3 separate regions of the Sus scrofa genome follow, and all the other regions are linked to region 1. Evidence: chromatin contacts called from public HiChIP or PLAC-seq data. All regions are on one chromosome and are shown on one strand. Each heading gives the region's core, a stretch centred on a gene start, on an enhancer-like site or on the middle of the called end of the contact. The rest is flanking DNA. Distances are from core to core; before and after follow the strand shown. Region 1 has its middle 310 kb from the start of DHX15. Region 2 has its middle 48 kb from the start of PPARGC1A. Region 3 overlaps PPARGC1A (PPARG coactivator 1 alpha).

Region 1 (3,874 bases), core at 587-3,086:
CCGCAGCACCCTCCCCCGAGAAAAGAGCGTTTCAGAACAAACTGGAAGAATGGGGTTTTGCCAAGCATTTCTTAATTGGCGGCAGGTAGCAGCAGCCTTGAGAGGCTCTGTAAAATATGCGAGTGATGGCTGAAAAGGCGGTGTTAAAGATTACAGACTTCACTCCCTGTCTGATGTCGACTTCGTTCTTAGCCTGGCCCTTCTTTCTAGATTTAGATACAGCTCAAAAGAGACTCAGACTTTGAAGACCCAGGCAGAAAATTGTGCGAGTCACATGGAGTCATTTCGACGGTTTTCTCAGCTGTTTCCTAAGAAAACAGATTTAACATTTGTCACCTTCCTTCCCGAATAAGGAAAGCGATTTCACTTTCTCCCGAAGCAAAAAAACCACAAGGTGGATTTGGCATTTTGTTGAGGGCAGGGTGGGGTTCAGATGAATGGTGTGTGGAGGGTTTCTTTGTTTTTACAATCATTCAATCCTTACACACCCATGCAGGAAGCTAAAGGGATTGCCCACGCCTCTTCCTGGGGCTTCCTAATTGAATGATCCCACCACGAAACTGTTCTCCTCTATTCCCCTCACCGCTTCTCTTTCCATTCTCCCTGTTGCACATCTTGGGCCATAATTAGTTTCTGGAATAGAAGAATGGCTGGGGGACAGAAGAGAAGGGAACGAGAAGAAGGAAGAAACCAGAAGTGGGCAACACATGATGAAAAGGGCTTTTTTTTTTTTCTTTGTATGTCTAAATTGACAGTCAAAGTATTTCCTCTATCAGGTCAGGTCATCAGACCAGCAATTCTTGAGCATGTATCATACACTATATTCTTTATACATATTAGGTCGCTGATTTCCAATTACCTTATAAGTGATGCAGTATTGCGCTTACGTAACAGGCGAAGAAGTGAAGGCTTAGATCGAAGCTAAATAGCTTGTCCAGAGTCACATTAGCGAGTGACAGTGAGGGCTGGAGCCCAGATGCAAACCCAGGTTGTCTGCCTCCAAATCCAGTTCTGACACCTATATCCTTACAATCAAAGAGAGAGTTAGGGAAATTGCTCATGAACAATGACCCAGGCAGTCATCACACTAGATCAACCAGGGGCGATTTTTGCTCCCGAAGGGACCCTGAGGAATGTGGTTATCACAATGGGTCAATGCAACTAGCGTCTAGTGAACAGAGGCTAGAAATGCTCCAAACAGCATACCATCCACAGCACAGCCCCCACAATGAAAAATGATGAGGTCTGAAATATTAATAGCATCACGCCCAAGCTCAGAGACTGCACCAGAGGCTCCCATTATTATGTAAAATGGGTCCTCTGCCACCAACCCCTGACCTTCTGTGCTAAACAGGAGAACAGATCCTAACTCACAGATATACAGTGACGTGTTTAACCAGGTCTGGAGCTGGCCATTTTTAAGAATGGGGTGGCGGGGGGAGGGGGGGATGAGAAGGAAGAAAAAGAAAAGAAAGAAGAAAAAGGAAATGAACAAGAAAAGGAGAAGGAGAAAAGTAACATTAGAAACCCACAGGGCGGCATTCAACAGCTGGATCACATTACATGGAACTCCGCCCCAGTGACAGCACAACAGGCTGCTTTTGTGTCTTCATGAATAACGCAGTGCGCTGGGCAAATGCGTTTCCCCATTTAGAAACAGGTAGTTAATGGGAATTGAAGTGATCAAATGCTGTGTACCCCAAGGTTACTTACATCACAGGCCTGGGTGGCCCAGAGCTCATAAATAAAGCATCGGAGTGTCTTATTTTAGGCCTGGGCAGATAAGCAAAAGCTTGCATCATGTGAGCGGAGCTCACAGCGCGACATGACACTGAGCCGGCTCATTCCAGGACCTCTTGGAATGTGACATTTCGAGCACAGTACACCGAGTTCATGCCCTGTGGAAGCTCCGTGGCCCACCATGCCTTAATTTTCCACCATCTCCTTGATGCGGCTGCCGCGAGAGAGGCTGTCGCTGAACTGGACTTTAAACGATGCCAAGCTCATTCCCTACTATGCAGAAGCTCATTGGCAGCCCATTTACAACTTATAACTCTGATTTACTCATTTGCTGGGACGGGGACCACACACAGCTGGACAGCCTGCCAGCTCGCCCAGACCATTCCCTCGGAAAAGGTTTGGCCCCACTTCTAAGCCAGCTTGGCAGCTCAAAAAACAGCTGCCAGACCATGGCGGAATGTGGAGCTGCCTATAAGAAAAGAAAAAGGTCTGTTCTTCGCCTCAAAGTTTTGCACATAATTATGTAATCATATCCCTATTCAGATACTTTGACATAAATTGTGCTTAATTAAATTGTTGCTAATGTGTTGTTTTATTATTAGTTCATGGCTTGTTTGCCAATATCCACCCACATGCCGTGTGCAACACACACACACACACACACACACTGATGCTCAACCATACCAGTGTTGTTGCTTTGAAAATAATGGAAATGTTCTCTGTGAATAATTTCTCTATTTGACAGAATCACAAAATTTTTTCCAAGAGTGCTTATTCACATGGGATACAAATGGCTGGATGAATAACTCTAACGCGATAATTTGCTGTGTTACTGTTTCTTTTCTCATAGACTTCCTATAATCTGATAATATCAATCAAATACTATATGCTCTGCATGAAATAAATTCTCCCTACTACAAAAAAAAAAAAAAAAAAAAAAACAGCTCTCGTAATAAATATGTATTTCCCAGTAATCAGTGTTACGCTGTCTGATTCCAATCCTGGGACCCCGAGAAAATCTCTTCCATATATGTTTGTAAACTTGAATCTGGGGTCTGAATTTCCTACAAGGTTGTATCATGAGTCACTGATGAAAAACCACCACTCAGTCACCATGAGACCACCTTCTGGGAGAAGGGACATTTTTCTCTAATACACATCACCTCTCTTTCTGCACCTGGAATCTGCCCAGGTACCAACTCCTCTGCCTCTCACACTGTTTCTCAAAGTGTAGGCCTCCCAAAACCTTCCTATTAGAAATAGAGGCTGTCATCAGCTTTTTTAGGATGCTTAAAAAACGGAGATTCCTAGATGCCACGCCAAACCGATTAGACCTTGAACCTCGACAGGAATCTGCTTCTTCAACAGCATGTACAGGTGAAATGGGCTTGCTTTCTCCTTTGAGGCTAAAGGAATATGGACTGTTGGGTAGCGGAGAGAAAGCAAAACTATATTATTAGGCAATTTTCCTTGGAACAAGGGATGCAAATGAGATTGTGGAAAATGTGCCCATTAACTCACTGCATTGGAAGTAAATTGATATCAAAAATTTCAGGCTAAAAACCATCAGTTGGCTAATGCCCTAAATCCTCTCAACCTAACCCCCCCCCCCACACACATACACACACAAAAACAAAAAACAAAAATCTGATCTTCAGAAATGACAACCGTCTGGGGTTCCTCCCGTTGTGGCTCAGTGGTTAACAAACCTGACTGGTATCCATGAGGACTCGGTTTAATCCCTGGCCTCCCTCAGTGGGTTAAGGATCTGGCATTGCCGTGAGCTGCGGTGTAGATCACAGACACGGCTCGGATCCCGAGTTGCTGCGGCTGTGGTATAGGCTGGCAGCTACAGCTCCGATGAGCCCCCTAGCCTGGGAACCTCCCACATGCCACAAAAAGGAAAAGGCGTAAAAATGGAGAGAGAAGCATTTCTTCCATGATATACTTTAGAATGGATTTTCAACCAAAAAAGGTTGAAACAAAACTTTTCCTAGATAAAACACCACTTACCGCTCCAGCACTCCAGCGCCAGTTCTATATTTTGCCCGATAATAATCACTTTGGTTTTCTAGCCCAGCTCATCATCATTGTGATGACAGAGTACAGGGACTTTATTTATTTATTTTTTTAT
Region 2 (4,172 bases), core at 709-3,208, 320 kb before region 1:
GCTTTAAGGGGATAAAAATCAGAAGACCCCAAAGCGAAGATGAAACTCAGCCAGAAGGAATGATATTACTGCCTGCAGTTTCTTCTCAATAACTCAGATGCCAAAATGTCTGAAAGCTCCTTTTTAAGTGGAGGTAATTCTCTTTCCAGACGCCAGGGGGTGCACTAGAGTGGAAACAACCACAGATGATGAATCCCACCTCTTGCTGGCTCTTCCCACTCAAGAGCAGTGTAGACTTGGGCCTGCACCTGAAGCCCACCAATTCTCTCTTTCTCTCCTCAGATGTGAAAAGTCTTCAGGGTTGTTTTGAGAATTAAATGAGATAGTATAAAGGCACCTGGCCCATTCTAAGCCATTCATACTATATTTTTTCCTTTGCTTCCAGAAACATGTGTTTGTGGCCTCCCCCATATGCAAGAGGTTGGTTTTCTGGGTGAACTAACTCTCACCGGCTCAGCCCAGACTGGTTGGTGGTTTATGACGCTTAAGCAAGAGAAATTAATAGGAAAATGGATGACATAGAGTGAGAGAAAAAGAAGGAACACAATTCAATATTAAGAAAAGCCAACTGGCCCCACATCCTCGAAGGCATTAGAGAGTATTTTCCTTCAGACAGCTTTCTGGCTACAGCCTGAAGTTCATGAGTGCTAGCCTTGCTTGTGCCATGTGTCTAAATCACCCCTGTCCATTTAATAATAATCATAAGGTCTTACTTTTATAGGGCTTTAGTTTAGAAGGCACTCTCACATACATTAATCATTCATGTGACACTGGGTACTCATCTGCCAGGGGTTGGGGGCAAAGTAAGTCTTTCTCTAGTTATGTAGAGATGAGCAGTTCCTTCTGGGAAAGATGTAATGCATCCTATGTGGTCTAACAAAGACACCTCTCAATATCACTTGCAAGGTAGACCCATCCACTGAAGAGAGGTGAACAAATTGCCATGGGGATAAGGAAATTCCTGGAAAAAAAAATTGGAAGGTCTCACTTAATGTTAATTGGAATCTCACTATTAGAAAAAGGCAGTCTCTGTTAAGGTCCCAAAGAGGACACATAGGAAGGGGAGGGAGCCCAAAGGGGTGACATGGGGAAGGATGGATTTGGCTGAACCTAGAAATCCACCCAGAGCCTGCCACTCTGTGTGGATACAATGCTATGAGGAGCACTGACTTAGCACGTGAGTGTGATGAAAGAAGGTGGCAAGCTGGAGCTCAAGCCAGGGGACATCACTGGGTCCGTGTAGAGAGCAGTGGACCAGGCTCCGCAGTGCTATACACGATCACCATCCAACAGTGACACTGTGTGGCAGCAACAGAAGTAGCGGTGCAGGCAGAAGACATGGCACCCGCTAGTCTGGTGGTTCTTTTTTTTTTTTTTTTTTTTTTTTTAAAGGCTGGATCCTCTAGATATCTGGAATATCTGGAACAATTAGGACTATGATCTGTGAGATGAGAGAGGGGTTTAAGAAAAGCAATTTTAACTTCCTGCCACAATGGAACCGGAGACACTCTGTTGCTTAATAACAAGAAGAAACATAACTGTATGGTCCATGCTGGAGAAGCCCATCATATTGGGTGCATTCACAGCAAGCATTGGTGGAGCAACAACCCTGGCCCAGACACTATACTATAGGCAGAAAAATTATTATTAGTCTCAATTTATAGATGAAGAAACTGAGGCTCATTTAGGTTGAATGGCTTGCCACGAACCCCCATTCCAGGAAAATGAACCAGCAGGCTCCCTTTCCAAAGGAGGTGGTTGTAGGTAAACAAGAAACCATGTTTCTCCTTTGGGACAAAGGTGAAATATCCCACTGGCCATTGTGGAATTGTCTTTGCGCGTGAGGCTGCCTCATTTTCACAAAGGTTCCCTGTCTTTCCACTCCCTACATGTACTTGGGCAGGAACCAAGCTCGAGGTTCTGCTCACATGCTTGTGGTTTGGCTCCCAGCTAGAGATCACATTCCCTGCTCCACAGGCAAAGCCAAGGATCCTTCTTGCAAAATACTACTGGTGTCCTGGTACCACCTCCTGAAAGAGCCGTCTATGATGCCCGCGTGCCTGGGGGGTGTGAGGGGCAGGATCAAACACTGGCGAGCGGAACATCTAGCAAGAAAAGATGATGCCTCCTCTTTCCCCCAGTAAGTTTCCCAAGAGTCATAGGCTTGACCATTGATAAATGCAACACACACTGAGGAAATCCCTCACATGAAATTAAAGCGAAACACTGGTAAGTTTCTAATATACCCATTTTGGCCATTTTTTTCTGCTTCCACATTTGGCAGAGAAAGAGCAGATAATCATGTATTTCTGGCTCACAGGGACTTTTCCTAGCTGTGTCATCATAATGAAAATGTTAGTGAATACCAATTTTTGTATCAGGGCCACTTATTGCACCACTCAAAAGGGTGCCATTTACATAGACTACCATGTCAAATGAAGCCCCTCAGAGCTGTGCAATATGTGTTTCTATAGAATACTTTCCTTATGTCAGGCACCAAAATGATTTACATGCAGTGTCTCATTTTAATAAAATAACAAACCATGTGCCTATTCGGATCTGTTTTACAGTCAGGGAATAAAATGAGTAGTAAGAGTTAAATGATTTGCACATGGTGACACAACTAGTAGGTTGCAGAAGCAGGATTCCAACTCAGGACTGAGTCCAGAGCTCATGCTGGTAACTTTCACTAATTACTATAACAATTAGACAAGAACCTTTAAGAAAGAATTACAAAGACAGTTAGTATCTAAATGTTAACCTTATATTCAAGTGGAACCTTTAATTCTATTTTTTTCAAAAAGACAAAATGGCAAATGGATTAACTTTTCTTGTCCTCTTGATGTTTAAGGACTTTTTGGTAATCTGTTTAATTTAGTGAATATTAAGTATTGATACTGCTGCATATTCATTCATGCCCATGTCCAGAAAAAAAAAGTTTAATTCATTTCACTCAATGTAAATAATAAGCCAATGTCATCACATAGCCTTTAGATCCATCAGTATGATTTTAAGAGTCAGTAACTAAATCTAGCACAGATTGAATACCTACTGTATTAGCTACAGTTCTGAGTTATCTCCATAGCATGTCTCATTCCCAAGAGAATTCCCTTATAATGCATTATAGTTAGTCCTACCTTGCACAGTTTAAGGAGCCAGAATATGAACTGAGCAGGCTAGCTCTACATCCTACTTGACCAACTCAAAGACCTGAAGGAGTGATCATAAGACATGAAAAGCAGCTGAAGGAGCCAAGAAGGGTAATCATATAAAAACAAGAAATAAACAGGATCCCAGAACAGGGAAACACACCAGTTCCTGCATATGCTAGACAGCAAAAGCATAGATCTCTCAATAACGCCCAAGAATAAGGAGGCATTTTTGTGCAAAGTCATTAAGACTAGAGACCAACAGTGGTACCACGGAGGGCTGTTGTTGCAGCAACCGACCCCAAGTTTCATGATGAAGTTCTTTCAATCATATCTCATTTACATAGAAAAGAGAGGAAGCGAAGACAGGAGAAACCGTAAGATCCCTATGTAGCTTCTACTGACTTATCCTACTTTGGCTCACCTCTATGGTGGTTTTACAGGTGAAGTTCAACTTTCATTTATTTGGGTGATCTTTATCCCACCAATACAGGGGGCTCATGCAGTGTATGATGACACACGTTCATAAGAGTTCTTGATCCTACTCTGAACCAGGCACTTGAGTCAGAATGTTCCACCATTTCTCCCTCAAGTTAGAACTCAGCACTAAACCAGAGATAAAACTGTGAATCATACCTGACTCCCAGTTGCCAGCACATAACTTCCCTATTTTTTTCCCTGGAAAAAAAAAAAAAAAAAAAAAAAAAACGAACCCCAATACAAACTCTATTGACTCTCTTTGACATTTTTTTTCTATTAAAATATGCTAAATTTCTGTCTGTCTTCAACGTATGTCTTTCTTCCAGAAAGCTGAGAAGGTACTGCCAGCTGTCTAATCACTGAGCAAAAATTCACTTGTTGGGTACCCCTTATTCCACTCTATACTCTGCAAGTCCAAACTGGTTAAGAGATCTCTACCAGAGACAGCAATGATCCCTCTGTCACTCTCTCCCCAGGAGGAAGAACAGAGCTGCATGTGGTAGTATTTTCTGCCTCATCATCACAGTCCATTCAATTATACAA
Region 3 (4,326 bases), core at 1,077-3,576, 380 kb before region 1:
TTGCAGGTGAGTGACGGACAGGGTCACCGCTGCCTGACTGTATCAGGGACTATTATGACAGCCATAAAGAGAAAGGGAAAAATTGAACAAGGGAAGAATTACTCCTGAAAGGGACATGAAGGGAGGCACAAATGCCTTCATACAAAGGAGAAGCGTGAGAAGCACCAGGGGAGCCAGGCTGCTTACAGTAGGAAGAGTGGACAGCATTCTTTGAAATTGCCAAAGGTGGAATATTAATGCGGGGTCATAGCCTAACCAAAGCTCAGGGTCCATGTAGAGAAACCCAAGCTTTCCATTCTCTCCCCTCCGGTGAAAGGTGACAGAGCTGGGCCAGAGAGTTCGGATAAAGACGACACAGTTATCGCTTTCCTTGGCTTTCGAGACGGAAATGAGATTTAGGGAACCCAGGCCTGCATATTATCTGAAATCCTTGATCCAAACCCAAGCAGCACATTTTAGTGATTGCCTTGCAAGCCTTGCAGTTGGTGATTTATTTATAAGGATCTCCAAACAAAATGGGAAAAAATGGGGAAATCACTCATAGTACTGGTAATACAATTGAGTGTGTTCTCAATGAAAATATACACATGAATTATGCATTGCTGGGGTGGTGGTGGAGTTGAGGACTGAGTAGGAAAGCAAAGACGGGGAAAAATATAAGCAATTTCATTCTAAGGTAATGTGGGGAATTACTTATTTAAGGATAACTCTGCTGAGCTGTGCTTGTCTTGACCAAGGGCCCTACAGTAAAAATCGTTCCTAAAACACAAGAAAAAAAAATCACTGGTGTTTTTATTGGAGGAAATTTTACCAGTTGTATTTTTCAAGGGGGAAAGTGAGCTGACCAATTATACAATGAAGTTTAACATTTCATGGAACATTCTCCTAGTAGGTATTACTACGCGGGAAAGACAGAGGGATGCCAGACCACGTGAAAATCTCTAGATGTAAAAACATGTGTGTGTTTGTGTATATGCCTCATTTATCTCTCATGATCAGGCGTTAATCCATCTTGGCACGTGTGCAGAAGAATCGAAAAGTTGCATCGCTTAAGCACCAAATTTTTTATTAAAGCATTTAATGGAAAGATTTCAAAATCATTTACATATTTCCCTCACCTTAAAAATTATGAGAATTGATTTTTGTAGCTTTGTACAATATTATGAAATGACCGTAGGGAGCTATTTAGAAATACAGCCCTGAAAGTATAGAGTGTTCTGCCCTCTACTGAAATGGCCCCAGACAGTCGTATTTTGAGTGATTGTCTACTTTTTGTAGTTTTTAGTCTCATCTCTTTGGGTCAGTTCCTACTTCCCACTCCTTGCCTCTTACAAGCTCATTAACTTTCTAAATCATTTCTTCTAATCTCCCATGTGCTCAGAACACAGATAACTAGATTGGTTTAAATTGAAAGTAAAACAAAAGGAAGCAAATGCTAAGTGAGAGCTGGAGAAGCTTATCTGGTAATAAAATGCATTGAGTTTGAGGGTATGATTTTTTTTTTTCCCCATCTGGTTTGGCTTCTCAGAGACATTTTTACAAATGGTGTGTTTCTCAGCTATGTTTCAGACAATTAATAACACTAAGTTAATAATGGCCAGAGAAATGAGGTCTCCTAATGCGAATTATAAAAATAACCACTGTGATTAAGTAAAACTGCATCCCATCTATGGAACATACATCTTCTCTTTCAGCGATGAAACGTCGCTGGAAATAAAAATGAACCAGCCACTAAAGGGAAAAAAAGTAGGATCAAGTTTTGTTTTTCTGTATCACAGAGAAGTCACCCAGTACCACTGGAGGGTATCAAGGCTTTTGCTGACTCAGAGAAGAAACGCATTTGCCATTCAAAGACAAATTAAACAGGGCATGGATCATGCCACATAGATCGCCAGACTCAGTTATCTGCCAAGACCAGGCAACATTCAGTTCCCCCCAAACACATCAGCACGCAGCAAATTCTCTGGCTCTGTGTGGCCAAAACGTCTTTGTCAAAATGTGCAGTTGGAACAAATATTGCCAAGTGGCCCAGACTAGATTTGTCCCAGGAGAAATTGACACAAATTCCTTCAGGACCAGGGCAGCCACCTCAGCTACATGGATTGCCGGGTGATAGGATTAAAGGAGCTCGAAAGTGGCACTGTGACCTAATATAACTCTCAAATCTACTGCATGCAGAGTCCTGGAACTGAGGACCAGCAGGGGGAAAGAAGTCACTTATCCCAGGCGGCACCGCGGCATTCCAGCGTTTGCCCAGACTCTTCTTCAGTAGGAACAGGAGGCGAGCCTGCCCATCAAGCAGCCCTGCCCAGAAGAAAAGGCAGGCTGATAGACGAGGCTCAGGGGAGATCAGGGTGTCCCTGCTAAGCATGTGCTGGCAAGACACGAGAGGATCCTGACATGAGAACATTTCTGGACAGGATCTGAGTTGGCGAGGATCCCTGGACACCCGGGAGAGCTATGTCTGGACTACAGAAGCTCCAACTTCACATCTGAACAAATGAGATGGCACCCAGGGAAGCCAATGTCCTTAGGCCAAGCGTCCATGGAAAAACCAAGGGCATTCCTATAATAGAGGTGCCTTTTCCCCTATGTAAGCAGCATTCAGAAGCAGAAATCAACTTCTCAGAAAGGACTGGTGAGAAGAAATTGAAGCTGGAGAATTACCGGGACGTGAAAACGATCTAAGTGAATCAGGCTCAGTAGAGATGTAAAGCTTGGTACCTCCCAAGAGAAGAGGAAAGGGGTACAGAGCCTTCTTCTCATGCCTGCCTCATCGCCCAAGGCCAGACAGTCCCAGGGAAGGACTGTCCATGAGACAACACAGAGAAGGCCCCACATTCAAGATGTCGCAGAGAGGCAAAAAAGCGCGTCAGTCCTTCCAGCAGGAAATACCATTCTCGCAGAGAAAGGCTGACAGGCCTCAAATAGTGCAGAATCATTTTCACCCAAAGGCACCCACCTGCATTGCCAGGGACTCAGCATTCCACTCACATCAGCTGTGCACCCTGGTTGCAGAACCTTCTGCTGACAGCCTTTCTCTCTTCCCTGAAGGCTCCTTCTTCTGGTCTTCCCTCAGCAATCCCCATGAGCAAACTGCTGTTTTTCTCAACACACTGTGTGTAGGGCACGGTAGAGCCAGATCTCCCCATTTCAAATATTCTGTCCCACTGCCCTGCATTTGCCAGACGCTGTGCCCAGGGCCCTTGGTTTGGAACAGAAGGTCCCATTAGCCAAGGGAAATGTTCTCCAGCCAAATTCCACTTCCAGGAGAAGGCACTTCTGAAGATGGTAAATGAACCCCCCCCACCCCCTGAGAAAGGCAGAATTTATCTGTGATCGATGATCAAGACAACAGGCCAGTGGAGAAAGTCCCTGCTTGGCTTTCTCTATCAGAGACTGTATCTTACTGGGTTCTCAAGCTGCATCTTCATCATCAGCCATGAGCAGCATGGCGCCATGGACTTTGTCTGCATGGAACCACTGTATCCCCAGGAAGTGACATGCTAATGGGCATGCTAATGGTTGACGGTAATCATTTTTTGAGGAATGGATAGAGACATCAGTGAGAGAAGAGAGGAACTTTTAACCAGAAGCCTGAAGAAATGTGAAAATATTTCTGGAGACCAGGAGCTTTGGCGGACAAATGGCTTCTTCTACGTGAAAACATGACCATCCACACCACACACGATATGGGATGAAAACATCGGAGTTAGTAATACCCTTTGGTAATCCACACCTCCTAAAGCACCATCCTGAGGTTTTAAAGTCAGCCACTTTAACCAGGGAAATTCACATGACTGCAGAGAGAGCTGGCAACACTTTCTGACTCCGGGCCATTTGAAGGAAGATGGGGAGGATTGAACACATCGAAGAATTTCTCAAAAGTGAAAAAGTACTTGGCATCCGTTTCTTCTCATGCCTCTGGTGCTGAAATATCAGCCACTGTGGAAATTGGTCTCTGTAGTTGCTCCCCGGCGACCGATGCGTCGGTTTCATTTGCCCCCCACCTCCCCCCGCACTTTCTCCTTTAAGCAAGTTGCACATTTGGTGCAATCATTTCTTTGCCGCATCTCTCTAAATTCTCTATCATGAGAAAGTCTGATCAAAATGTCCAGCCTTCACTATGACCCGGGATTCTGGTAATGAATTAAGAGTTAACTGGAGTGCAAATGAACGAGAGAGCTTGCCAGAGGATGGTTAGAGAATTTCATGACAATTAGCACTGATTTGCGCTACAAGAATAGAAAAAAAAAATGTTTTAAAGGAGAACAAAAAAAGCTACTCACACATACACAACCCAAAAAAAGCCTTCTAGCACTGGCT

Evidence for each region. HiChIP or PLAC-seq counts read pairs in DNA pulled down with a chosen protein or histone mark.
Region 2: a contact with region 1 is called in an H3K27ac HiChIP or PLAC-seq map of skeletal muscle. The contact joins two enhancer-like sites. A contact is called at or near these places in 4 of 47 Hi-C or Micro-C datasets (fetal heart ventricle, heart right ventricle, psoas muscle and 1 more) and 1 of 2 datasets of contacts at active chromatin or transcription factors (skeletal muscle).
Region 3: an H3K27ac HiChIP or PLAC-seq map of skeletal muscle shows a contact between it and region 1. The contact joins two enhancer-like sites. A contact is called at or near these places in 1 of 47 Hi-C or Micro-C datasets (skeletal muscle) and 1 of 2 datasets of contacts at active chromatin or transcription factors (skeletal muscle).

Annotation. Positions count from the first base shown.
Region 1 is chr8:18,309,180-18,313,053 of Sscrofa11.1, forward strand. It overlaps a transcript of PPARGC1A not described here. Among named protein-coding and RNA genes, the nearest start is that of DHX15, 310 kb to the right of the region's middle. Within about 2 kb of position 1,837, at least 9 of the 83 cell types and tissues checked have an H3K27ac peak or open chromatin away from gene starts, as enhancers often do. A contact at or near this core is called in skeletal muscle, where this site is marked.
Region 2 is chr8:17,992,878-17,997,049 of Sscrofa11.1, forward strand. It overlaps a transcript of PPARGC1A not described here. Among named protein-coding and RNA genes, the nearest start is that of PPARGC1A, 48 kb to the left of the region's middle. Within about 2 kb of position 1,959, at least 1 of the 83 cell types and tissues checked has an H3K27ac peak or open chromatin away from gene starts, as enhancers often do. A contact at or near this core is called in skeletal muscle, where this site is marked.
Region 3 is chr8:17,926,220-17,930,545 of Sscrofa11.1, forward strand. All of the region lies in intron 2 of PPARGC1A (PPARG coactivator 1 alpha), which reads right to left. Among named protein-coding and RNA genes, the nearest start is that of PPARGC1A, 19 kb to the right of the region's middle. Within about 2 kb of position 2,327, at least 4 of the 83 cell types and tissues checked have an H3K27ac peak or open chromatin away from gene starts, as enhancers often do. A contact at or near this core is called in skeletal muscle, where this site is marked.